Regions from separate parts of the Mus musculus genome. Here regions 1, 2, 3, 4, 5 and 6 are each linked to region 7. Evidence: chromatin contacts called from public HiCAR-type and promoter capture Hi-C data. All regions are on one chromosome and are shown on one strand. The core of a region is the stretch at or near the end of the contact, and the rest is flanking DNA. Distances in the headings are between cores, read along the strand shown. Region 1 holds the start of Rhpn2 (rhophilin, Rho GTPase binding protein 2). Region 2 holds the start of Cep89 (centrosomal protein 89). Region 3 overlaps Dpy19l3 (dpy-19-like 3 (C. elegans)). Region 4 holds the start of Nudt19 (nudix (nucleoside diphosphate linked moiety X)-type motif 19). Region 5 holds the start of Rgs9bp (regulator of G-protein signalling 9 binding protein). Region 6 holds the start of Pdcd5 (programmed cell death 5). Region 7 holds the start of Ccne1 (cyclin E1).

Evidence for each region. Promoter capture Hi-C pulls out the DNA fragments that hold promoters and counts their contacts. HiCAR-type assays count read pairs that join an accessible place to other places. Capture Hi-C pulls out chosen DNA fragments and counts their contacts.
Region 1: a contact with region 7 is called in a HiCAR-type map of astrocytes, with 13 times the contacts expected there. The contact joins the promoter of Rhpn2 here to the promoter of Ccne1 in region 7. A contact is called at or near these places in 8 of 39 promoter capture datasets (the 3T3-L1 cell line, cranial neural crest, frontonasal cranial neural crest and 5 more), 3 of 115 datasets of contacts at active chromatin or transcription factors (astrocytes, embryonic forebrain and large pre-B cells) and 1 of 9 other capture datasets (liver).
Region 2: a promoter capture Hi-C map of adipose tissue shows a contact between it and region 7, with 4 times the contacts expected there. The contact joins the promoter of Cep89 here to the promoter of Ccne1 in region 7. A contact is called at or near these places in 2 of 39 promoter capture datasets (cranial neural crest and hippocampal neurons), 1 of 115 datasets of contacts at active chromatin or transcription factors (astrocytes) and 1 of 9 other capture datasets (adipose tissue).
Region 3: a promoter capture Hi-C map of hippocampal neurons shows a contact between it and region 7, with 11 times the contacts expected there. The contact joins the enhancer-like site here to the promoter of Ccne1 in region 7. A contact is called at or near these places in 6 of 39 promoter capture datasets (the 3T3-L1 cell line, the C10 cell line, cranial neural crest and 3 more) and 4 of 115 datasets of contacts at active chromatin or transcription factors (astrocytes, forebrain, large pre-B cells and 1 more).
Region 4: a promoter capture Hi-C map of second pharyngeal arch cranial neural crest shows a contact between it and region 7. The contact joins the promoter of Nudt19 here to the promoter of Ccne1 in region 7. A contact is called at or near these places in 9 of 39 promoter capture datasets (the 3T3-L1 cell line, the C10 cell line, the HPC-7 cell line and 5 more) and 1 of 484 Hi-C or Micro-C datasets (B cells).
Region 5: a contact with region 7 is called in a promoter capture Hi-C map of liver, with 6 times the contacts expected there. The contact joins the promoter of Rgs9bp here to the promoter of Ccne1 in region 7. A contact is called at or near these places in 7 of 39 promoter capture datasets (cranial neural crest, embryonic stem cells, frontonasal cranial neural crest and 3 more), 1 of 484 Hi-C or Micro-C datasets (CD4 T cells), 5 of 115 datasets of contacts at active chromatin or transcription factors (acute myeloid leukemia, astrocytes, embryonic forebrain and 2 more) and 2 of 9 other capture datasets (adipose tissue and liver).
Region 6: a contact with region 7 is called in a promoter capture Hi-C map of adipose tissue, with 3 times the contacts expected there. The contact joins the promoter of Pdcd5 here to the promoter of Ccne1 in region 7. A contact is called at or near these places in 7 of 39 promoter capture datasets (the C10 cell line, cranial neural crest, hippocampal neurons and 3 more), 2 of 484 Hi-C or Micro-C datasets (the G1E-ER4 cell line and embryonic stem cells), 4 of 115 datasets of contacts at active chromatin or transcription factors (craniofacial prominence, embryonic stem cells and large pre-B cells) and 1 of 9 other capture datasets (adipose tissue).

What each region holds. Positions count from the first base shown.
Region 1 is chr7:35,332,853-35,335,552 of GRCm38.p6, reverse strand. It overlaps Rhpn2 (rhophilin, Rho GTPase binding protein 2), which reads right to left and starts at 1,316. Exons shown (of 15, transcript NM_027897.4): 1 at 1,142-1,316. The coding sequence starts at 1,210.
Region 2 is chr7:35,395,765-35,398,557 of GRCm38.p6, reverse strand. Cep89 (centrosomal protein 89) reads right to left here and starts at 1,495. Exons shown (of 19, transcript NM_028120.3): 1 at 1,352-1,495; 2 at 462-568. The coding sequence starts at 1,390. It overlaps Faap24 (Fanconi anemia core complex associated protein 24), which reads left to right and starts at 1,791. Exons shown (of 4, transcript NM_178643.5): 1 at 1,791-2,345. The coding sequence starts at 2,240.
Region 3 is chr7:35,732,451-35,735,155 of GRCm38.p6, reverse strand. All of the region lies in intron 3 of Dpy19l3 (dpy-19-like 3 (C. elegans)), which reads left to right. Among named protein-coding and RNA genes, the nearest start is that of Dpy19l3, 21 kb to the left of the region's middle. Within about 2 kb of position 1,330, at least 10 of the 459 cell types and tissues checked have an H3K27ac peak or open chromatin away from gene starts, as enhancers often do. A contact at or near this core is called in hippocampal neurons, where this site is marked.
Region 4 is chr7:35,554,559-35,557,365 of GRCm38.p6, reverse strand. It overlaps Nudt19 (nudix (nucleoside diphosphate linked moiety X)-type motif 19), which reads left to right and starts at 1,438. Exons shown (of 3, transcript NM_033080.2): 1 at 1,438-2,212. The coding sequence starts at 1,562.
Region 5 is chr7:35,584,176-35,586,875 of GRCm38.p6, reverse strand. It overlaps Rgs9bp (regulator of G-protein signalling 9 binding protein), which reads left to right and starts at 1,294. Exons shown (of 1, transcript NM_145840.3): 1 at 1,294-2,700. The coding sequence starts at 1,656. The coding sequence ends at 2,369. It overlaps Ankrd27 (ankyrin repeat domain 27 (VPS9 domain)), which reads right to left and starts at 629. Exons shown (of 29, transcript NM_145633.3): 1 at 507-629.
Region 6 is chr7:35,646,161-35,648,860 of GRCm38.p6, reverse strand. It overlaps Pdcd5 (programmed cell death 5), which reads left to right and starts at 1,379. Exons shown (of 6, transcript NM_019746.4): 1 at 1,379-1,555; 2 at 2,680-2,700. The coding sequence starts at 1,490.
Region 7 is chr7:38,106,054-38,108,753 of GRCm38.p6, reverse strand. Ccne1 (cyclin E1) reads left to right here and starts at 1,264. Exons shown (of 12, transcript NM_007633.2): 1 at 1,264-1,432; 2 at 1,925-1,967; 3 at 2,071-2,158; 4 at 2,407-2,475. The coding sequence starts at 1,954.

The DNA.
Region 1 (2,700 bases), core at 67-2,566, 2.8 Mb after region 7:
TTAAATATACTTTAAAACTTTTTTAAATGCCAAAAGGAACTTTAAAAATTGCCCACTGTCCCCACCTGTCTCCAGATTTCCCTCTTTTCTATTACTACTTCACGTGTGAGCAAAAGTTCTTTAAGATGCCAGAGTCCCGCGGGAGAAGGAAGCTGCCAAGCCCATTTACGAACAATTAAGAATTGATTGCTCTGTGGGAAGCAGTTTCACTTCCCTATTCATGACTGCTCGCTGCGCCTTCGATCGTATCAGTTAGAAAAATATCCACGACAATCTCTCAACCCACCAGGTGATCCTTGGCCAAAGTCCAAAAGCTATTTTTAGACTCTCTAGGGACCCAAGAGGAAGGTGAGGAGTCTGTCACAGTGATTCGCACCTCTAAAGTGCCTTTGAAAGCCAGCAGCTGTTGGGCAATCCCAGCACCGCTGTGGGCGCCTAATGGGGTCGCTTTTGAGGAACTGAGTTCCAGGGCGAAAGGCAGTCGCATTAATTGCCCAGGAGCGCCAAGACGTGCCAAGCGCGCAGAGTCCAGTCTCGCCCTCTCGGTCTCTCGGACAACCAAATACAGATAAATCCACTTTGGAAGAGTGAGACTCCGGTTCTCTGGCTCTCTTGGGCGAGGACAAACGAAGGGGCACGCCCGAGGTCCCCTTGCAGCATCCACTCTCCCTTACCAAGAAGTCGAAGGGGGCCAACGCTGAAAGCACTTGGGAGGCAAAAGAGCAAAACTCGCCCTCCAGATGCACCATGGCTAAGCGCTCGGGTGGAAACTGAGCTGCGGTATAAGTGCAGAGGGACCGACCGAGCTCGCCAGCGTGGCCAGGAGCTGGTCCTTTCCCCACCAGCGCGAGAAGCCTGGCAGGGCCATCCGGATCACCTCCCCAGGTTCCCACCTGCGTGTGGCTTGCCTGTGCACCTGCACGCCCCAGCCCGGCTGCCATCTGCTCGGGGCTCCAAGCCCCGCGCAATCAATCCCCTTTCGACCCCCCTTCTCCGCCCTTCGGCCCGCACCAACTCTGCGGGTCTCTCCCTTCTCCTTCCCCTCCCCCTCCAGTCCAAGCCGACCCCCGCCTCAAGCCCCTTCAGCACGCTCCGCAGTTTGCCAGGACAGAGAGAGAGGGTCTGTTGACTCGCCACTCACCTTTCGAAAGTAGTCGTCACCCTCTTTCTCCAGCGGCTGGGGAGCCGCGGGTAGCAGCGTATCGGTCATGCTGGCAGCGCGGGAGTCCAGGGTGAACTGAGGTGCAGTGGCTACTAAGGGCCCCAGGAGGCGCCGGGACCCGCCCCCGCTCCCGCCCCGACCAGCCAGCCGCCCTGCCGCCCCGCCCGAGCCCTAGAGCGCCAGATATCTGGAGCTCCGCCCCTCTTAGCAAGACCTGGACCTAGGCAGATCCCGAGCCTGGAACTCAGTTCTGCCACCTAGGCCCCGCCTTCAGCCTCCCAAGAGGCGAATCCCAAGCCCTACAGTTCCGCCCCCCGCATTTGCAGTCCTCCTGCATCCCAGAGTGAGCCCCACCCCTGATCTCTGGAGCCACGCCCCATCTCGCCTAGGCCCCGCCCCTCCACCATCCAGTCCTACCGGAGGCGGATACCTAACTCTGTAGCCTCGCCCCGCTCAACTAAGGCCCCGCCCACAACACGCACGGTCCTCCTCCAGCCCCGCCCGAGGCTGAAGCCAGAGCCCTGAAGCCCTGCCCTTGATTGTATAGACCGCGCCCCTGCCCCATGCAAGTGTTAAGTGCTGTCTGCCGCGAGTCTAGAATGGAGCTCTTGCTGAGCCTTCGATCTTAATCTGAGTGTTGTTCACAGCTCACTACCTTGTGAGCGTTAAGGTGGCGCAGCCAGCGGGATCGGGGTTTCAGCAAACGTAGCGAAACCCAAATTCGCCCTTTCTCTGGAGCCCTAGGAATAGTAAATGCAGAGAACTAAATACGTTTGCTTTCCCACTCAGGGACGCGGACATTCATGACCAGTTCATTCGCTGCTCGGAAGCTTTTAAAGGCTCTGGCCAGGAAGGACGGAAAGCTGTTTGCAGGAGAGGAGGCCTCCGAGCGCTTGGGTAGCAGAAGTCGTCGGGAGAGGGGGCCACCTACTGAGCAGGCTTTGTGCACAGGAATTCTGCAGGTGTCTTTAAGGATGCCAGAGTTCCCAAACTCGGTTTTCTCAGTTCTCAAGCCCAAGTGATTTTTTCTCTGGCTGGTCTCGTGTTATAGGTATCGATGTGGTTAGTACAGGAGTAGCAGGGGGTTCCTTAGGCTCGGGGTTCGCGGAACCTCCTACTGGAGAGTAGGTAAACTGGCGTCGGATATTGGTAGCACATCGGGCTACATCTGCAGGAGCCTAGAGCCCCCAGCCTGTAGACTCCTTCCTCACCGCCGCCACCACCACCAAAAAACACCTTTGTCTTCTGCCTTTGGAGGTCTGTGGGTCGCAGTGTAAACCTCAGATTCGGCTTTCAAAACTAACCAACCGTTTTCATGCTCTTTAAGAAGTGTTTTAGGGGCCAGGGGCGTTTAATTTCAGGACTCAGGAGGCAGAGACAAGCGGGTCTCAGAGCCAAGGCTACACAGAGAATCCTTGTCTCGAAAAACAAAAACAAACAACAAAAATGGTGTTAGTATGGCTGCAGAGGTGGCTCAGAGGATAAAAGTGCTTGCCGCTCAGCCTGACAACCTGAGTTCCATTCCCTGGAACCCATAG
Region 2 (2,793 bases), core at 246-2,745, 2.7 Mb after region 7:
CATGTTTAGCATGCACAGGCCCTGGCTTCCACTCCCAGGAAGAAAAGAGGAAGGAAGGAAGGAAGGAAGGAAGGAAGGAAGGAAGGAAGGAAGGGAAGATGGAAGGAAGGAAGGAAGGAAGGAAGGAAGGAAGGAAGGAAGGATGGAAGGAAGGAATGGAGGAAGGAAGGAAGGAAAGATGGATGGAAGGATTAACTTAAATTTGGTGCTTCATATTTAGTAGGCACCAACTGTACCCAATCCTGAAATCTGAGATCTTCCATTGAAGGTACCACACCCCAGACAAGTCCACTGATGCTCAGAGAAGCCATATTAGTGCATCTCTGAGCAGAGGTAACCACAGAGCGTAATAGTCTAGCCCTCTACTTGTGGCCTTTTGGCTAGTGTGATCAGTTCCAGGATTCAGGACTTGATGGTCAAGCACGGGCGTGACCCTCGGTGCTGCTCATCTTGGGACTTACCTGGGCCTCTCTGGAGAAGGGTTGGGGCTCCGAGGAGGGGGTGTGCGTGGCACCGCTGGCTTCGGAGCGATGCTGGCTGCGGGGAGGAAGCCATGGATGATGTGGTTCTGCACAAATGAAACCCAAGGCAGGTCACCGGGAGAAGATCACCTTGCTCCTGGGCCACCATCACCTCCCAAACTGAGGTCACTCTAGGGATCCGGCCCCACAAGAGTCTTTACACACACACCTGCCGCTGTTCCCAATCCCCATTGGTGAGGCAAGGGCACTCACTGGGGCACACCATCATGGCTATCCGATTCATTCACACCTCCCTGCTCACGGCAGCTTTCCTGACCGATTTCAATTGTCAACTGAACTGGGCTAATCTATACCTACCGTGTAATGAAGCACACCTTTGGGTGTCTGTGGGAGGGCTTTTCCAGAGAGGATTAACTAAGTGAGCTGGGCTAATATACCCTAAATAGGAAAGGAATCAACTCATGGGGGAAGTTTTCTCCAAGACAGGAGTGAACTCCCGGCTAAGAGGAGAATCCTGACAGGGAGGCCAAGATTCCTGTCTGTGGCAGGCTCTGGACATGAAGGGTTCTTTGGAACATTTAGTCTGGGTTTCTGGAATTTAATGCTCCCTGATAGCGATCCCGCCTCGCTCCTATCTCAGTCTTTAAAACCTGCACATGAAGGCAGGAGAGATGGCTCAGTGGTTAAGAGCATGGTCTGCTCTTCCAGAGGTCCTGAGTTCAATTGCCAGCAACCACATGTTGTCTCACAACCATCTGTAATGGGATCTGACACCTTCTCTTGCTATGCAGGCATACATGCAGATAGATCACTCATATAAATAAATCTTTTTTTTTTTTAACCGCACTCGAAGGCCTGGAACTACTCACGAACTGGCTCCGGCGGTTCCTGCGGAAGCTGAGGAGCATCCTGGCTGAGAGCTGAGGGCTGCGGGTTGAGCCGCCAGGCGCTGGACTAGCTGGAAGGTAGACCCCGCAGCCTGCACAGCTCCCCACAGCCTAGCTCCCGCGGACCCCCGACTTTACAACAAGCATGTCTCACATTGGCTCTGTTTTGAGTCTCAGCCTATCAGAGTCAATTTTACTGCCACCCGTTGCTCTTGACAACCCAGCAAGGCGTCATTCAAATTCCAGCCAGAGAGGAAGCAAGCTGAGACTTCCGTTCGATTATTGGCTATAGTAGACGCCCATCTTTTACCTATCACCCAATAAAACGCTGGCCAGGGCGGTCAGAATTTTAAAGAGGGCTCCCGGGCTGTGGGAACCCGGAAGTGGCAGGGCCTCAGGTGAGGTCCACGGAGATTCTAGACCCCGGCGCAGTGAGCTTCCCTGCCTTTGTAGCCCTGGACAGGAACCGAATAGAAGGACAGGGACCGAATGGAAGAGCCACCGTAAGCGTCCTGTTAGGACACCAGAGCTAAGGGAGGTGCTTACAAAGAGGGACGGAGTCACTCAAACAGAAATCTCCCGGGTTTAGCTCGGGGTAGTGGCGCCCGGCTGTCATTTTAGCACTTGGGCTGCTGAGTTCAAGTCCAGCTGGAGTCAACTATCAGTACAGAGCCAAGCGTGATAAGAAGACCCAGTCTTATTTTGAAAATAAATAATCTCTTGAATTCAGACTTCGGTTGAAGTAGCTCAGTGCCTGAAAATCCACTCTACAGATCCTGTCAAAGAGGTCCCGACTTCGTGTAGAACTGTGTGCAACAGCGCCTGCTCTAGTGAGACCTTGCATTTTCCTCATTTAGACCAAAACCACGGATGGAAAGGAACCCGCCTGATGGGACCGGTCCGGTCCACGTGCCACTAGGACATATTGTGGCTAGTGAAAAATGGCGCGGGTCCCAACTGGCTCAGGAGATGCAAGGTCAGTGAGCTGTCTTCTGTCATACCCCTTTCTTCCCAGCACGTTAAAAGAGAGAGTGAGAGAAATGCTGGGTATGGTGATGTTCCTTTGCAATCCCAGCACTCCTGAGACTGAAGTAGGAGAATCATTGCGTTAGAGACCAGCCTGGGGCTACATAGCAAGTTCAAGGCCAGCTTGGGCTATGAGAACTTGTCTCAAAATAGTTACATAGACTAAAATGAAAGGGGACTGGAGAGAGAGCTCCGTGGTTACGAGGACTGGCTTATCTTACAGAGGATCGTGGTTTAATTCCTAGCACCCACATGGTGGCTCAAGGAGTCAGACTCCTCCCTCTTCTGGCCTTTGGGGGCACTAGGCTTGCACATGTGCACAGACATATGCGAGCAAAACCTACATATAAATCTTTGGGTTTTATTTTATTAAAAAGGAGGTTTAGGACAGGTGGTGG
Region 3 (2,705 bases), core at 81-2,580, 2.4 Mb after region 7:
CTCTGCAGTTTTGTTTATTGTTTTAAAAAAAAACTTTAAAAATATAAAGCTAAGTGGCTGGGGAGGTATCTCAGTGGTTAAAAGTACGTAGTTCTCTTCCAGAGGACCTGAGTTTGATTTCCAGTGCCCATGTCAGGCAGCTCACAACCAGCTATAACTCCAGCTCCCTGGGATCTGACACCCTCTTCTGGCCACACTGGGCATCTGCACCTTTGTGGTGTATACTATATGTATTATATAAGTGTGTGTGTGGTGTGTAGCCAAGCATGGTGGTGCATGTCTGTAATCCTAGCACGAGGTAGAAGCACAAAGATCACTTCAGTGATAGCCAGCCTGGGCTACCTAGTGAGATCTTCTCTCAAAATATAAATCCCCTTTGCTTTCCAAGCTTAACGAATATAAAAACAAACTCCTAACTCCCCTCTGCACACTCCACCATTCCAAGCTCTTAAGTTACAGGCCCGGAGCCCGCCTCACCTATGGGACAAGGAGATGCGCCCTCTGATACCCACCTCCTGCCCTTCATACCTGCTTCCCCTGTACTTCATCTGCACTCAGGCTGCCACACCCTCCTGGTTGTTCTTCCTGGTGCTCCTGTGAGGCTCCGTATCATTGCCTTTCCCTCTGGAATCCACTCAGCCAACAGTCACCTCCAGATCTCTGCCCAGACACCACTTCACCAGCATCCACACGCCATCCTTTTTTTGAGACAGGGTCACACTCTACAGACCTGTCTGGCCAGGAACTCACAGAGATCCATCTGCCTCAGCCTCCACACCCACGCCCAGAAATGTTTTTCAGATTGATTTATTTTATGCGTGTGAAGTGTTTTTCTGCATGTGTGTATATGCACCAAGTGGTGACAGTGGAAATCAGAGGACAGGTTTAGATCCCCTGGAACTGGACTTAGGTTGTGAGCTGTCATGTGCCTTTTCCGTTGTTTTCTATGTACTGATTTTGTTGTTTTGGGTCCAGGACTGGATTCTTAGACCTCTTGTTTCCACCCGTTCAAAGCGTGTATGGCTCTCCCAGCTTCTCCCTAGTCTGTTTTTCTCGGGCTTCTGTTTCACCAGCATCTGCATAGGTTTCATGTTGCAGGATTTTCGTACTCCTTCAAAGCAAGGTGTCCCTGGAATAAATGGGGTTAATCCGCAGATGCTGCTGGTGGCTTCTGGGCAGGCCCAGTGGAGCCGGTAGAGCCTGCAAGACTTAACCTTCTCACCAGCCTGCTTGTCAGCTGTCACGTGTCACAGCTTTAGTCAACTCGAGGGCAGGAATCCCTCCATCCTAACAGATGGATGGGAATTTAACCAGACAATAAACCATGTACGTGCCATAAATATGTTTGCCAAGGGCATGGTTCCCAGTGCGGGGCTCTGCACAGCTGTCTTCCCGTGAACTCCCCGATTCTTGGTGAGATGATTTGTTAACTCTGAAACAGCATTTCAGAGAGTTAATGGGTCGTTGGCTTCTCCATTCCCAGCAGCCTAATTATCGGGAGATGGGAGGGAACAGTTTTTACCAACAAAAGTTATTGATGTGAGATTTTTAGAAATGAACTTGCTGTGTTCCTGAGCTGAGTGCCATTATCCTCAAAGGGCCTGAAAACCTTTCGGGCATTGCCAGCATCACGCTTGCGTGCCCTCGGGTACAGATCATCAACTGTGAACAGTCCTCTTACTCTCCTCTTTTAGTACTTACAATGTTATCCAAGCTGCTACTGAGATGTTTTTAGGGATGCAGATCTTTGAAAATACAGTTCACAAGGCTGGAGAGATGGGTCAGAGGTTAAGAGCACTTACTGCTCTTCTGGAGGACCTGAGTTCAGTTCCCAGCACCTATACTGTCAGCTCATAGCTGCCTGGAACTCTGGCTTCCATTGCTCCAACACCCTCTGCCGGCTCTGCAGGATTGTGCGTGTGAGTGTGTATGCACACATCCACACAAATGAACAAGAATGCAGTTCATCTGTCTTTCTGCTTGCTTCTGTTATTATCGTCAGACACATTTTTATTCTTCCACCAAATACTGCTCCCCATTTATGCAAATTAAAATTAGAAGTATTGGTCCACTTGGCGCTCTGCAGAGGGTAACTACCACTGATGTACGTTTTCATTGGCGAGATCCACCAGACAAAGTATAAATTGCTGTAGAACTGGGGAAGCGTTTGAACGAGGCAGATGTTCTCTTAGCATGAAGCAGATGTAAAACCTGCGAGTGTCTGTCTAATAAAGGATAGCATTTGGTTCTAGACAGCTGGTGCCAAGATTACCAATTAATCATGTTTGAATGCGTTCTTTACTAATTAGATCCCTCTTTGGTTTTTACTGTTCTGGGTATAGTAAAGAGGGGGAAGGGCACGAAGCCTTCCACTCTTTATACTTTGAATAACCCCTCTTCTTTTATAAGCCTTTGTTTTCCCCCTTAGAGCTCTATAGGAAATGAAGCCCAAAGCTGTGAATGACTGAGCTGGCTCCCCCCCCCCCCCCCCCCCGTGACTGTAGGTTCAGAGTTAGGATGCTCTGTTAAAGGCAGTAGCTAGCACTGTGAACGCGCAAAGGCAGCTGGAGAAAAGAGGAGTGTAATTACACTTAATGTGGGCTTATTTTTGTTTTATTTATTTATTTATTGCATGGACAAAAGCTAGTATTTGCTCAGTTAACATCAATAGGCAGTCTCCATGGTTATTTGACTGGGTGAGAATT
Region 4 (2,807 bases), core at 189-2,688, 2.6 Mb after region 7:
TTTTTTTTTTAATGTAGGGGGCTGGTGAGATGGCTGGGGGAAGGGGCAGGAGGCAGGTAATGGCACTTGCAGCTAAACCTGATGACCCAGGACATACATTGTCTTCTGGGCGCCACATGCATTCAATGGCACTTGCATAAGTAAGTAATAAGTGTAAAAAAAAAAGTTCCCATAATGACACCTGGGCTCTATAATAGATTTAGAATAAATTTCAGCTCAAATTTCCCGTGTCAGTGCCAAGAGCATCAGTTTAGACAAGGGTAGTCTGTTGGCTCACAGATAGACGGCGGCGGCAGGTTATCTTACTAAGGGCAGATACTTCTCAACCTGTGGCCCCATTTTCTGTTTCTGGAGATGCAGTAAGTACACAGACAGCTCCATCTTTAGACAGGTTAACATTAAAAATAACCAAAGTCAACTGCAAAATGATGAGGCTGGCACACACCTTTATTAGTCCTAGACTTGGGGAGGCAGAGACAAGCAGATAGATCTCTGTGAGTTCAAGGCTAGCCTGGTCGTCTACATAGCAAGTTCCCAAAAAAGCAAGACTACATAATAATACTTTCTCAAAACTAACAAAAAACATCTCTATAGCCCCAAGAATACAGCCTAACTCATCCGAAACCCTAAAAATATGTGATCAGTTAGGATGGGATTTACAAGAGTTGGTGACTGAGAGAGAGCTGCAAAAAGGGAGACAGAAACAAGCTGTTTCCAAAAAACAAAATAGAAGTGCAAGTCCTCCAGCCACTTAAAAGTTGGAGAGGAAGCCAGGCAGTGGTGGCGCATGTCTTTGATCCCTGCACTTGGGAGGCAGATTTCTGAATTCGAGGCCAGCCTGGTCTACAGAGTGAGTTCCAGGGCGGCCAGGGCTACACAGAGAAACCCTGTCTAAAAACAAAACAAAACAAAACAAGAAACAAAAACAAAAAGAAAAAGAAAAAAGGAAAAAAGGTTGGAGAGGAGGGGGAAGCATTGCTAGTCTAGGATTAAACATCTCCCACGTAGAAAGAGAACTAATCACACTAAGATAATTTTCCCTGATCCTCAGGTGCTCAGGCAATAACAACATCTACAACTTAAGACAGACTACCCCAAGGGACAGGGACTAGCCAAAGACATTCAAACTACAGAGTAGTTAGTCTAACTTGGCATCTGATCCACCCATTCGTTTATTAGCATGGTTCAAGAGAGCTCCAGACACCTTGGAACCTCCTATACAGGCAACAGGCCAGCGTAGGGGACAAAGTCCTAGTCGTTTGCGTTTAGTGGGAAAGGTTCACAACTAGAAATTATTTTCCACTCCACACTGGCACCCGTGCTCCCAGAGGCTGGCTGGTGACTGCAGCAGCTGTGACAGGGCTGTGACAGGGCGAGAATGACCCTGACTGAAGCGCAGGGCATTCGAGGAGGTGCTCTGGCGCGGGAATCACGCTCCTCCCACAAGTAAACCTCCGGAAGCCGCCAGGCCGGATTTTTCAGGCCCTCAACATTTATAGGGCTTCTGGACACCACTCTACGACCCGGCCACTTCCTAAGGGGGATCTGAAGGACGCCGGCCATGAGCAGCTCGAGCAGCTGGCGGCGGGCAGCCACCGTGATGTTGGCAGCAGGCTGGACCCACTCGAGCCCGGCCGGCTTCCGGCTGCTGCTTCTCCAGCGAGCACAAAACCAGCGCTTCTTGCCCGGCGCGCACGTCTTCCCGGGCGGCGTGCTGGACGCGGCCGACAGCTCACCCGACTGGGTGCGTCTGTTCGCGCCTCGGCACACGCCGCCGCGCTTCGGCCTAGGCCCGGAGCCCCCTCGGCAACCCCCCTTCCCCGGGCTGTCCCACGGCGACGCGGACCCCGCGGCGCTGCCCGATGACGTAGCGCTGCGCATCTGTGCCATCCGCGAAGCCTTCGAGGAGGCGGGGGTGCTGCTCCTGCGGCCGCGGGACGCGGCTCCAGCTTCTCAGGAGCCCAGTCAGGCGCTGTCGCCTCCGGCCGGCCTGGCCGAATGGCGCTCGCGCGTGCGCAGTGACCCGCGCTGCTTCCTCCAGCTGTGTGCGCACCTAGACTGCACGCCTGACATCTGGGCGCTGCACGACTGGGGCGGATGGCTCACCCCGTATGGGCGAACCATCCGCCGTTTCGACACCACCTTCTTCCTGTGCTGCCTGCGCGACATTCCGCGCGTGGAGCCCGACGTGGCCGAGGTGGTGGGCTACCAGGTAGGGGTCGCGGGACCCGCCCCCCGGGATGCGCTGAGCCTTACCCCAGACCAAAGGCGCACGTGCGTGACCTTGCTTTAGGCTCTCAAGGACTCAACTCTCACCCTAAGCGGGGGCGCGGCAATGCTCCCAACTGCCTGTTCTGGACACTTCCCAATTCACTTCATGCCCTAAATCGTTTTCATTCGGGTTTCTAGAACACATTATAGGATTTCAGTCATTAACTTTCTTCTTCCTTCTTCATCTCTTCCTGTTTCTCTGTTCCCGTTTCCTTCGTCTTTCGCTTTCTCTCTCCTTTCCCTTTCCATCTTTCTCCTTTTTCTAACCCCTTTCTCTCTCTGCATGCGCACGCGTGGTAGGTGTGTGTGTGTGTGTGTGTGTGTGTGTGTGCGCGCGCGCGAGTTGGTCTGTCTGTCTCCCTCCATCCCTCCCTCCCTTTCTTTTTCGTGTCACTTGCAATGCACCAGGCACAGTTAGTTAGGCTTCAGGCCTAGGACCCGAGGTCTTGAGTGTGCCACCGCTTCAAGTTCATCTTTTATTTATGCAAAAAAATGTTTTCAACTGCCCGTTATTTTCCTTTTTGTAAAATAAACAA
Region 5 (2,700 bases), core at 45-2,544, 2.5 Mb after region 7:
CATAAGTCTTCTCTACATACAGGACGAGAGGACCTCGCCACGTGTAAAGCAGGCAGGGATACCCTTTCCACTTTCAGCCCCGGCGGAAACTCAATCAGCTGGCCTAGACCAGGATCTGAACACACAGCCTCCTCCCTCAGTTTGGTCACCGGAAAACCTCCCAGGCCACATGGCCTGGGAGCGACAGCTCTGCCCACTGCCCCAAGTCCCAGCTCCGGGGGACCCAGGCCTGCCGTGGTGCCACAGGAACAGATGCATTCTCCGCGCCGCCTAGGCATCCCTCTGGACCTAGTGGACAACGTGCGCGCCGCGATGCGGACCGCAGAGGAACGGGAGAGCTGGGAGGCTCAGCCCGCCACGGGTCCGGGCCCCTGGGGCCCATCAGCCCAGCCTGGGGCTCCCCTTCAGTGCAGGGAACCCCTCCCCCTTCCTCTCCCAGGCCCCGCCCGACCTCGGCGTTCCCCAGAGTAGGGAGGCGCTGGAGGATACCCGCAGAAGACACTTACTTAAGAGGCTACATAGTTTCACCTCTGTGCTACGACAGCACCTCCCGGACCCTGGGCTGGGACCTGAGTGCCCACCACCCGGGTGCGGTGGCTCCACTCTTCAGCCTACCTCTTTACTCCGCCGTTGGGCGGAACCCTGCTCCAGTCTGTCCAATAAGAGGTCGTTTTAGTCGAGACTGACACGTAAACAGAGCAATCATTAAGTCTAGTTCAGTCGGAGGTGGGGCCCAGGCGACTCCGCGCTTCCTACTCAAGCTAGCCCCGCCCAGAACCAGGGAGTGCGCGTGCCCAGAATTCGAGAGGCGGGACCTAAGGAAGATCTGATATTAGGGGTGGGGTCCAAGCTGGGCCCCTGAAATGGGGTTAGACTGTGATGAAGAAGAGAGCTCCAACTAAGTAACAATCCTACCCGGTCGATCGCCCGTGCTACTGGTGATGCAAACTGGAGGTGCCCAGACTTCCGAGCCACCCTACTCTGTTGCCTACAGGGTCTAGTCCCTTGGTCCTTTCCCTTCACTAGCATGGGCTGCGATAAGCTAAGCATTCTTTCTACCGAGTCTCACTTTTCCTCGTCTGCAAAGTAGGAAAAAAAAAAACCTTGAATTTGTAGGGCGCTAAGGTTCCAGAATTATCATGGTAGGGAGAAGAGGGAAAGCCACACTTGATCTACCTGGGCTGGGCCCCGCCTACCCCTGGCCCGGGGGCGGGGAGGGGGCGGGGGGGGCGGGCGGAGGAAGCCCCGGGCCTGGACTGGTGGCTGGAGGCGTGTCCTAGGAAACTGGATCCTGCTGCCCTTGGCCGGGGCTAAGGCGCGCGGCTCGTCTTGGAGACTTGGGGTCGATCAAGGATGGGGTCTTCACTCTGGGCTTCTCAGGGAGCCGCCGTGAAAAAGAAAGTGGTGCAAAGACACTACGCGTGACCCGGAGCGCGTCTGGGGGAAATGGAGGAGCGGATGGGGAGAAGCTAACCAGACTACCCCAGCCGTGGGGACGCCGGAGGCGCACCTCAAGGGTCCCTGGAGAGCTCTGTTGAGAACAGCGGCGAGGACATGAGGAGCTTTCAGTCCGCCCTGCTCAAGGCTGGCATCAGGGCTGGAGGCGACCTACGACGTTGAAGGTTGCAAGTAGGGTACCGCCGGAGGGCAGCGCCATGGCCAGAGAGGAGTGCAAGGCGCTGCTGGACGCGCTCAACAAGACCACAGCGTGCTACCATCACTTAGTGCTTACTGTGGGCGGCTCCGCGGACACTCAGGACCTACGCGAAGAGCTGCAGAAGACCCGCCAGAAGGCGCGGGAGCTGGCCGTGGCCACCGGCGCCCGGTTGACCGTCGCGCTCCGGGACCGGAGCTTAGCTACCGAGGAGCGCGCGGAGTTTGAGCGGCTCTGGGTGGCCTTTTCAGGCTGCCTGGACCTGCTCGAAGCCGACATGCAGCGCGCACTAGCGCTGGGAGCCACCTTCCCGCTGCACGCGCCGCGCCGGCCACTTGTTCGCACTGGGGTGACGGGCGGCTCCTCTGCTGTAGCTGCGCGCGCCCTGAGCGCCCGCAGCCTGCGGCACGAAGCGGAGAGCGACTTCGATGTCGCCGATCTGCCCCAGTTGGAGCGCGAAGTCCTCCAGGTGGGCGAGATGATTGACGACATGGAAATGAAAGTCAACGTGCCCCGCTGGACTGTACAGGCGCGACAAGCGGCAGGCGCCGAACTCCTGTCCGGTGCCAGTGCCGGCGCGTCCTCAGCCGGTGGCATTTCGGTAGAGGAGCGCGCGGGCCCCTGCGACCCCAGCAAGGCCCTGGCTGCCACCGTTTTCAGCGCCGTGCTGTTGGTGGCTGTGGCCCTCGCCTTATGTGTGGCAAAGCTGAGCTGACTGATATCCAACGGTCGTCCGCTGCCCCTTTTCTTTCCAGGGCATGGGCTTCGGGTTTGAACCGTTAAGGAGAGAGGTAGTGAGCCTGAATGTGTGCATATGAACATGATCCTTTCAAAGCCCACCTCTGCCTGGGCAAAACGTGTTTTGTTTTTTAACATGCTGGCCCAAGAGGAGTTAACAGCACAGGGCGGCCAGGCCATTACCTCTAATGTCTGTAGGAGCTTTACCTCCTATTAATAGAAATCGGTCCACAGTGACCCCAGGTCCCTCTGAGTTTGATGGGTTAAGACGTATGTCCCAAGTTTGGTGCCCTCACGCTGGTTGGTAG
Region 6 (2,700 bases), core at 130-2,629, 2.5 Mb after region 7:
ACACTATGGCGTGAGCACACTTGAAACCTCAGAGTCCCAGAAAAACACTTCCTTCCAACCGAGACACACCTACGACAAGGCACACCTCCTAACTGTGCCACTCCCTAAGAGCCTCTGGGGGCCATTTTCTTTCAAACCACCACAGTCCCTAACACAGCAATTCCATCCATAGATACATATTTAAAATAACTGAAGGCAGGATTGCAGGCAGGCATTTGAACACATGCATTGATAGTGGCTTTACTCACACTAAGCAAAAAGTGAACAAGGTTAAACTGATGAATACATCTAATGTGCTTTGTACAGTAAATATGTTCAGCCAGGAAATAATGAAATGGGGGAGGGGAGAGCTTGTTTGGTTGGAGCCAAAGTCTCACTATGTAATGGCAAGCTGGTCTTCAATTCCAGATCCTCCTGCCTCAGACGCCCCTGGATTGGCCGACTTTAAAGGCACACACCCACCAAATCCAATCAAGAATGAAGTTCTGTCTCATGGTACAACATGGATAAAAAACTTGAAGGTGGTATATGATTGGTCAAATATGCCAGCCATAAATAAATAGTGCTTGAATAGGCAATTTTATACAGACAGAACATTGTTTTGTAATGGGAACCAGGGATAATAAATAATTTCTATTTAGTGAGTGGGTGCCAGTTTGTAATGATGAAAAATTTATAGAGAGTAGCCATTGCTCAACAGGGTGGATGTAGGTATATGGGCTAGAGGGATGGCTCAGTGGTTAAAAGTGTGTATTAGTCTTCCAGAGCACCAGAATTCGATTCTCAACCCAATATCAGGTGACTCACAGTTGCTTGGAACTCCAACTCCAGGGGTCCAATGTTTGTCTCCTCAGGCTCACTCATCCCTTACCTCCATATATATATATAATGAAAATGGTTAGATGTATTTGGAAAAATTAAAATACATATACCATAAGCAAGTCACAGGATTGGAGAATTGAGCAGTTTTTTTTTCCACCCACTCCATCCCTTACTGGGACCCTCACTCCAAAATCAGGGTGTGTGTGTGTGTGTGTGTGTGTGTGTGTGTATTGCCATAGTTCACACACACACTCACACACACAGCATCTTCTCAGCAAAGGCCCTTGGGGGTTGGGGTAAAGCAGACAGGGCGTCGACTAAGGAGTTTACACCTTGCAGAACTGCGCCATTGCCAGTCCTAGGAATCATTAGGGTGGGGCGTGTTAACGCGCAGTTCAGAGCCTGGGAACCCACAAGCGCCCTCTTAGAGGTTCTGCCCCTTTTCCCATCGCAGGATCGGTCCTCTGCAAGGCACCCTGGCCGAGGCCCGGCAGCCCCAACTCGGCACTCGACTTTTGATGCCTGAGCATCACTCGCGTCTGCGCAGTCGAAGGCGCCGGGCTCGAGTCTCCGGCCGAAGCGATTCCAACCGAGTGTACCGGAGGGCGGCTGCGGCTGCGCGACCCCCGACGGCCGCTGCGCCTGCGCGACGTGGGACAGCCGCGCCATGGCGGACGAAGAACTTGAGGCGCTGAGGAAGCAGAGGCTGGCCGAGTTGCAGGCCAAGCATGGAGTGAGTGAGCGAGCGGGCGGGCGGGCGAGGTGACGCCCTCGCCCCAGGCACAGGCTCTCGGCGTTTGCTCGTGGGACCCCGGCTTCCGCGTACCCCATGGCAACGTGTGTGTGCCCACGGGGATGGGGGTGTCCCCGGAGGTCACCGCCGCCTCCTCGGCTGCCGTAGGGTCCCGCGTGAGGCTTGTGCGGGTTGGGGTGTGCGCGCCTTCGAGTCACCCCCCACCCCACCCCCCAAGTCTCGGTTTTCGCTGCCGTCGAGCCTCAGGCGATCCTCGCCGGGATTGGGGTGTCCTCGGATTGGGGGGGGTCTTGCCGACCGGAAGCCCGCGCTGTGTAGAGGGGGATCCTCTGAGCTCTGGTGCGGAGGACGCCGCTCTGACAGCGCCTCCCCGGGCGGGAGTCGAACCGCGGACTCCAGAGATGGTGCTCAGCCCCTGCGGTGCCGGCTAGGAGGGAGTAGCGGGTTGTAAACTTGCCTTGGGACAAACGCTAGTGGTGGTGGGTGACCTCAGTGGCAAGCATTTGAGCCTTTGAGCCAGCATCTTTCGTGCCAAGCCAGGGTCTCTTTTTTCCAGTCTTCTCACTGGTTAAAAATAGGGCTCCATGATACCGGGGCCTTTTCAGGAATGTGTGCGTTCTCAAACATTCTTTTAGATTGTGACTTGAGACGCTTGGGAAATGTGGGGCTGGGAGTGGGGGTTAGCCTGGGCCACAGTGCTTACCTAGCATACACAACACCCTCTCTTCCCTGAGTTCCACCCTCAGCCCTTATTTAATAAAACGAACACAACATTGCAAATGGAAACTGACTTATTGATTTTTTTTTTTTTTTTTTTTTTTTTTTTTTGGTGAGGTCCAGTTTCCACCTCGGGAACCTATTATAGCAGAAAGAATATCGAATAAGCCCTTTATTTTTGTTTTCATTTATTTGGTATTTTACTTTATTTTGAATACGGTCTCTGTTTATAGCCCAGGCTGGCCGGTAACTTGAGATTCTTGTGTCTCCTAAGTGCTAACTATGGTGACAAATGTGCCTCACCCCACCTTTCCCTGACCCATGTGTTCTTCTCTCTTCTTTTGAAGTTCCACTCCATTAAAAGGTAAAAATTATTTTTTTTTCAGGATCCTGGTGATGCAGCCCAA
Region 7 (2,700 bases), core at 15-2,514:
TTTCTTTCTTTCTTTCTTTCTTTCTTTCTTTCTTTCTTTCTTTCTATATCATTTACTAACATAAGGGAAGTGACCCTTTTGGTCCAAGATACAGAAGGGGCAACGGGATAAGAAAACAGAGTGAACAAGAGATTGGAAGAAACAAGTGCTTTGCCATAGTTTAACACTGGAGGGGACGTCCTGGGGAAAGGTACGCCGGAGAGGAAGTGGTTACCAAAGACCTTCAAGTTTTCCGGAAGCACAAACAGCTGGAATGGGTCAGAAGAGAGTAAAGCAAGCTCTGAGGCTCTGGGGTGCGAAAGGGCACCGGATGCTGGATCCAGCAGCTCGGGCGGAGGGCTGAAGGTCAGGTCTGGGGTGGGTGAGGGTCACTTCACGTTTGTGAGGCATGTGCATACTCTGAGGTTGATGAAAACACTTGGAGTAAAATTATAGGCTGGAGACTGCCTCACCTCATGGGGACCTAAGGGTCAGAGAGGCTTTCTGCAAACGGGTTGGGCCCATGTGTGCTAGAGGCACAGAAATGTGCTTGGGTAGCCTAATGAATGAATGAATGGGTGGATGAATGGACCAGAAACACTGACAGGTTAAAGGACCTGCTGCTGGTCCACAGGAGACCTAACAGCAGCAGCCTGAATGCTGGTTCCGGTCCCAGGAGCCACAAGCTGTTGTGACCTTGGGGACACCCACGCGCCGGACTCGGCCCGGAACTCTGCGTCTCAGGGGCGGGGAGGACGAGTCAGGAGGGACAGTGCGCGCGCGCGGGAGACCGGCGGATGACGGGTTCTTAACTCCGGGCCCTCCCGTGCCTCACTCCAGTCAAGCCCGGCCGCCGATCATTGCGATCTGCCCTGCTGACATTCCACTTGGGCGGCCCATGCCGCTCCTCCCGGCCCCGCACGCTCAGAATCCTTCAGGCGCTCGCGCCAAGATTCTCCCGCGTCAGCGAGCCCGCCCCGCAGCCGCGCGCGCCAGACGACTCTCCCGCGTCCCGCCCCGCGCAGGCCCCGCCTACCACGTCCGCACCCCGCCCCCGGCGCGCAGGCCCTGACATCTAGCCCCACCCCTTTAGTGCATGCCACGCCCGTAAAAGAACACGCCCCCCGGGAGGCCACGCCCCCACCAGAGCTCCTCGCTGGTCCGCGCGGCGACGGGGCGGGCCCCGGGCCTGCGGCGGCCGCTGAGGGGCTCGCAGCCCTCGGGGCGGGGCGCGAGGGCGGGACGGGGCCGGTGCCGCGCGCTGGGATTTTTAAATGTCCCGCTCGAAGCCGGGCGCAGGAGCAGCCGGCTCGACAGCCAGCGCGGTGTAGGGGGCAGGCGCGGATCCCGCCAGCGCCGCGCGCTCGGCCGCCGCCTCCCGCCTCCTGCTTCCCGCTCGCCGTCGGCCTCCTGCCCGCTCGAGCGCGCCTGCCTGCGGCGGACACAGCTTCGGGTACGGGCTGCCTGGACTCCCGGGACTCCCGGGACTCCCACGACTCCCAGGCGTCCGGACCGGGTCCGACCAGACCGGACCGGGCCCGGGTGGGGGTGGGGCGAGGCCGGGTCACCCGGTCCCCTGAGGTATCAGCTCGGGGTGCCCCGGCCGGGGTGGCTGTGAGAGACGGGTCAGGGGTAGGTGTAGAAAGGGACACTGAGGCAGCCCCGGCCCCGAGGACGGTGATGGAGCGGGGGGTCCTCTTGAAGGGCGGCTGGGCCTCCATCCCCAACCTCAGGTTCGGACCCAGGGTCGCAGGCTGCTGGCGGCGCCTGCGGGTGACAAGCCACCCGGGCCCATCGGCCATTTTCCCGGCCGGCCTCCGGGCCCAGGAGGCTCCCGCCGCCGCCGCCCGCGCGGGAGGGGGGAGGGGTGCCCGGGACGAACTGGAAGACTCAGGTCCCCTCTGCGGGCCGTGCTCACCACGATGCTTGCTTGTTGTCCTCCCAGGTCTGAGTTCCAAGCCCAAGTCCTGAGCCATGCCAAGGGAGAGGTGAGTGGCCTCCCTGCTGCGGGAGGGTAAGGGTGAGTAGCGGTGGGGGAGGGGCGGCCTGAGTTTTTGGGGAGCAGCACCCCATGACACCATGCCCTTGCAGAGACTCGACGGACCACAGCAACATGAAAGAAGAAGGTGGCTCCGACCTTTCAGTCCGCTCCAGAAAAAGGAAGGCAAATGTGGCCGTGGTGAGTACAAAGGATACAGGTTGGGAAGGGGACAGCCCACCCCCCCTTCCATCTTACCTGGGTACCAAATTTGGTTCTTCTTACCTACTAGTGAAAAGAATTAGTTGAGAGAGAGGTTTCCTTTAGTTGAATGTCGTTCATGACCTAACAAACATTTCCCCCTTTTTCTCTTGTGTTTTTTGTCTTTGGGTCGCACCATGTGGACCCATGGTGGACCGGGATTTTTTTTTTTTTTTTTTTTTTTTTAGTTTTTGCAAGACCCAGATGAAGAAATTGCCAAGATTGACAAGACTGTGAAAAGCGAGGATAGCAGTCAGGTAGGTCTGCTGCCTACAGGGTATTCTGCCTCCTGGGTTCCAGGTTTTCTTTCTTCCAACTTTCCCAAAACAGAGCTGCAGGCCACATGGCTGAACCTCTGAAGCTTGTCAATGTGGCCTGGTCTCAGTTGGGCCTGGGGTTGTGGGAGGGGTTTGTGTTTCCTGAATGGCACCTTTAAGGTTACAGGTACTGATACCTGGAGGAACCAGAGTGAGTGTATAATT